Linked DNA regions of Capra hircus: region 1 is linked to region 2. The links are chromatin contacts, called in public Hi-C maps. All regions are on one chromosome and are shown on one strand. The core of a region is the stretch at or near the end of the contact, and the rest is flanking DNA. Distances in the headings are between cores, read along the strand shown.

Region 1 (2,700 bases), core at 57-2,556, 54 kb after region 2:
CCTCTGCAGCTGTCATACCAGCAGCACCTCAAAACAGACTAGAGACTACGATAGCCTTTTGTCTGTCCATCCTTTCCTGGTCATCTTGACAGAACCTACAATAACAAAGGAATTACTTTTCTCTAAAAATAACATCTCTTTAGGGTCTTTGTGGCAAAGAACAACCCCTGTATTAGATGCACACAGACCCTTTGTAAGGGCTGAGGAATCCACAGTGGAGGTGAACCTCTAGGGATGACATTGAAGTGACCTTGCAGGACTGCTGGCTGCTAAAATCTCAGCACCCCCGAGCCTGAGCCACCCAGGCCATGGCTTCTGTGAGGGCTGCCTCCCTGCTGCTCCCGAGGGTCCCAGCTGTCCCTGCTGGGCTGCCTTCATCCCCAGGAGCGAGCCCTCAGGGCGCCGGACACTCTCCTCCTTGGCCTCTTAGAGCAAAGTCTCCCACTGGTGGATCTGATCGGTGGTTCAGATGCTAAGCCATGTCTGACTCTGGCAGTCCCATGGCCGGTAGCCCACCAGGCTCCTCCGTTCATGGCATTTTCCAGGTAAGAATACTGGAGTGGGTTGCCATTTCCTTCTCCAGGGGATGTTCCAGACCCAGGAATGGAACCCGGGCCTCCTGCATTGCAGGCGGATTCCTGCATTGCAGGCAGATTCTTTACTGACTGAGCTAGGAGAGAAGCCCAGTGAATCTGATTGGCTGGACCTAAATCCTGGGATCTGCATCCTAGCTTAAGGGATGCTTTGAAATTGAGAGTTGACACCCATGACCTGGAAATTTCCCCAAATATGGAGAAAAGTATTCAGGAGATATTAGGTGGTCACAGACACGTAGGGTGCCCCCTCTCCATCACAGAACAGATCTTTTTATGAGCAGCATCTGCGTGAAGAGGCTGCCTGATTCAGTATGAAGCGCAACCCAGGTTCTGGATAAATTCTTGTGGAATGAATCACACTTGGGAATTTATGTTTTAATTTGAAGATATGCTGTGACTGCTCCTGATAACAAGCTCTGACTCTTTTCTCAATACATTGCTGTAAGCGCAAAACCTTGAAACAGTTTCCTTCATGGTCTATTTTACAGAAACCGTCAACCAGTGTACATTCTGGAGGGGTTTGCAGAAATGTTAACACTTTTTTTTCCAAGTAAAAACTAAGTTGAGAATTCAAACTGAAGGGAGAGGAATACATTTTGGCCAGGAAACAGAGAGGTTTCCTTGCTTTTGTGCAGTCTTGCTTTGTGGAGTGTCTACAGAACTTGGACTGTTCAGAGGGTTTGAAAGTGAAAGTGGCTCAATCATGTCTGACTCTTTGTGACCTCATGGACTGCGACTACATTTCATGAAATCATCCAGGCCAGAATACCAGACTGGGTAGGTTTTCCCTTGCCCCGGGGATCTTTCCAACCAGGCATGGAACTGGGGACCCGTGCATTGCAGGCGGATTCTTTACCAACTGAGCTATCAGGGAAGCCCTCCTGAGGGTTTGCAAATAGAAAATAAATGTCAGATTCTGAGGTCACAGCGCCACCTGGTGGGAAAGAAAAGCTATTCACTCAGTGAGTCCACATGAGAGCAATCTGTGAGGCACATAGAAAAGATCTCAGTTCAGTTCAGTCGCTCAGTCGTGTCAGACGCTTTGCGACCCCATGAATCGCAGCACGCCAGGCCTCCCTGTCCATCACCATCTCCCGGAGTTCACTCAGACTCAGGTCCATCGAGTCCGTGATGCCATCCAGCCATCTCATCCTCTGTCGTCCCCTTCTCCTCCTGTCCCCAATCCCTCCCAGCATCAGAGTCTTTTCCAATGAGTCAACTCTTCACATGAGGTGGCCAAAGTACTGGACTTTCAGCTTCAGCATCATTCCTTCCAAAGAAATCCCAGGGCTGATCTCCTTCAGAATGGACTGGTTGGATCTCCTTGCAGTCCAAGGGACTCTCAAGAGTCTTCTCTAACACCACAGTTCAAAAGCATCAATTCTTCGGCGCTCAGCCTTCTTCACAGTCCACCTCTCACATCCATACATGACCTCAGGAAAAACCATAGCCCTGACTAGATGGACCTTAGTCGGCAAAGTAATGTCTCTGCTTTTGAATATGCTATCTAGGTTGGTCATAACTTTTCTTCCAAGGAGTAAGCATCTTTTAATTTCATGGCTGCAGTCACCATCTGCAGTGATTTTGGAGCCCAAAAAATAAAGTCTGACACTGTTTCCACTGTTTCCACATCTATTTCCCATGAAGTGATGGGACTAGATGCCATGATCTTAGTTTTCTGAATGTTGAGCTTTAAGCCAACTTTTTCACTCTCCTCTTTCACTTTTATCAAGAGGCTTTTAGTTCCTCTTCACTTTCTGCCATAGGGGTGGTGTCATCTGCATATCTGAGGTGATTGGTATTTCTCCCGGCAATCTTGATTCCAGCTTGTGTTTCTTCCAGTCCAGCATTTCTCATGATGTTTTCTGCATATAAGTTAAATAAGCAGGGTGACAATATACAGCTTTGACGTACTCCTTTTCCTATTTGGAACCAGTCTGTTGTTCCATGTCCAGTTCTAACTATTGCTTCCTGACCTGCATATAGGTTTCTCAAGAGGCAGGTTAGGTGGTCTGGTATTCCCATCTCTTTCAGAATTTTCCACAGTTTATTGTGATCCACACAGTCAAAGGCTTTGGCATAGTCAATAAAGCAGAAAGAGATG
Region 2 (2,700 bases), core at 155-2,654:
ACCCCTGGACTGCCGGGGAAGTTCCCGGCCCCGGCCCTCTTACACTCTTCTTGAGGAGACATGTAACTAGGCAAGCAAATATGTAAAATCATTTTAGACGGGGCTATGGAATACGAAGGAAGTAAAATAGGGTGACGTTACAAGACAGCTTGGTGGGAGTAGGGGGGTTACTGCACGAGATGGTTTCTCTGAATAAGCTATTTTAACGCTGAGACTCAAAGGAGGAGAAAGAACCAGCCATGCAGTGACCTGGAGCAAGAATGTACCAGGTAAAGGAACTGCAGCTGCAAGAAGCCCCCAGGCAGGAGTGAGTTCGGTTTGTTGAAGGAACAACAACGGCATCAGTGGAACCAGGATGGAACATGCTTAGAGAGCAAGAGATTATGTCAGAGTGCACTGGGCCTGGGCTGCGTACCCCACGATGGGGTGTTTTGACTTTATTAAGTATATCCATCCAACTGCACAGCCCACATTTCTTCACTTCCTTCCTTCCTTTCTTAGGTATCACGGTTCACTGTTTTAATCTCTCCCTTGAAAACATCTTCCCTTTTTATATTAGTTAGCTGTTGCTGTGTAACAAATTATACCAAAAAAAATTGTAGGGGTTCTTGGACAGTTCTGTCTCGCAAGAATGCAGTCAAGATAACTAAGTTGTTTGAAGGTGTGAATGGGTGGGAGGCAGGGGACTCATCTCCAAGCTGACTCATGCGCAGGCCTGGTGGTCAGTCCTGGTTGCTGGCAGGAGGCCTCGGTTTTGTGTCTTGTGGACCTCTACACAGGATGCCTTGAGTGTCCTCATGACGTGGTGGCTGGCTCCCCTCAGAGAGAGTGATCCAGGAGCGTGCAAGGTGAAAGTCACAGTGCCTTTTCTGACCCAGCCTTGGCAATCACACAACCACCACTTCACAACACTTACTGGTCATCCTGATTCACATAGGACAGCAGAGGCCCCACACGGGCAGCTTGTCGCTCTGCACCTTCTAAGGATGAACGCAAACTGATGCAGTGTCTACTATTTTCATGTTTTATTTTTTTCTGATACTCACTTGAAGACATAAATCGCAGAAATGGAGAACCTGTGCCCTGGGGTCACAAAGAACACTGGGCTGAAAGACGAGGTTTACCGCTCCTGGGCCTGTGACCTGCGGCGCATTCCTGAACCTTGCCAAGCTTCCATCTCCTCATCTGAACGCTGGAGGCCATTCCACCTCACCGCCCATGGTCAAATGAAAACCAAAGTGAGCTGATGCTTTAAAACAAACTTAAAAATAGACAGCTAGTGGGAAGCTGCCATGTAGCACGGGGAACTCAGCTCGGTGCTCGGTGATGACTTACGTGGGGGGATGGGAGGGAGGCTCCAGAGGGAGGGGATGCCTGTGCGTAGAGCTGACCCCCACTGTTGCACAGTGGGAACCAACACAGCACATCGTTAAAGCACGTGTCCTCCCCTTAGGCATGAATGAGGAAGGAATCTCTGGCACGTGGCTGTGTGTATCACACATACACAGCCTCGCTCTGAATTCAGTGACACTGTATTAATTTGAGAAACTATGTTGTTACACATTCACTTCTGCTCAAATCAAGGAAATAAGCTAAGTTTTGATGAAAAATAAATGAAAGACATCGAAACAGAAAATAAAAACAGATTTAGCTGTAATAATTGTCACACAAATTTTCAGTAGATGTGATCAGCCACAGTCCTTGCTCTTACTCCTTTTTTTATTACCACAGAATGCAGTTATTCCTTGAAATATTTCACAGAGCTTGGTGATTTCACGAAGTTCAGCCTGCAGTCAGTTTAGATTGCAGAGACAGTGGACTTGGTGGTCTGGCTGACCCCCTGTAATGCATATTCAGGATGCCAGACATTCAGACCTGTCATAAGAATTTCCCCTTCAGTATGGTAAGATTTGGCAGGCTCGCTGTTTGTCCTCAGATGGGCCATGAGTCAAGCATTGGGCCAGCTCAATAGGAGCATCCAAGTTCAACTCCAGTGCGAAATCTAATCAGCACTCAGAGTCAAAGGATGAGCTGGTGGTTCAGGTATTTATATCAGAAGGTGTTAAAAGATAATTTGGAACATGGTGGAGGATAAGAAATGGGACTTCAAATCCATTCCAGAATGACATTTCTTGACAGTCTTCTAGGAAATGAAGTTAATTAACTTTTGAAGATCATTTTTTTTTTCAACTAAGGTTTTTGCTGGACATGAGTTTCAACTAAGGTTTCAATGGACATGAGTTTGAGCAAACTCCAGGAGTTGGTGATAGACAGGGGAGCCTGGCGTGCTGCAGTTCATGGGGTCACAAAGAGTCAGACACGACTGAGCAACTGAACTGAACTGATGTACTAGACACTAGGCTGGGTTCTGGCAAAATAGCTAAGACCAAGTATGCCTGAATCCCAACTCTGACGGTGCGCGAAATTTAAGTCAGCAGCTAGAGAGCGCATAGCCCTTTTTATTCTGTTTGATGGCTTAACTTTCTACAAGTTGCTACAAACTTGAGGAATTTCCATCCATATGTTCAAGTGAATAATAGTCTTTGTGGCAGTTATAACATTTGTACCCAGTTAATCAGCGACCTAATTATTCAACAGCAGATAAAAATGTATTGACTTGTTGAGACACACATGTCTCCTGAAGCCAATGTTTAGAACTAAGTTATCAACATATTTTGAGCAATAATGTCATGATCACAA

What was found. A called contact is a pair of places that touch in the nucleus more often than the background predicts.
Region 1: a contact with region 2 is called in a Hi-C map of blood, with 3 times the contacts expected there. The contact joins two enhancer-like sites.

Annotation. Positions count from the first base shown.
Region 1 is chr13:81,182,610-81,185,309 of ARS1.2, forward strand. No RefSeq gene overlaps it. Among named protein-coding and RNA genes, the nearest start is that of PFDN4, 10 kb to the right of the region's middle. Within about 2 kb of position 1,307, at least 3 of the 5 cell types and tissues checked have an H3K27ac peak or open chromatin away from gene starts, as enhancers often do.
Region 2 is chr13:81,128,542-81,131,241 of ARS1.2, forward strand. It overlaps LOC106502804 (a long non-coding RNA gene), which reads left to right. Exons shown (of 5, transcript XR_001919092.1): 4 at 1,053-1,238. Among named protein-coding and RNA genes, the nearest start is that of BCAS1, 60 kb to the left of the region's middle. Within about 2 kb of position 1,405, at least 3 of the 5 cell types and tissues checked have an H3K27ac peak or open chromatin away from gene starts, as enhancers often do.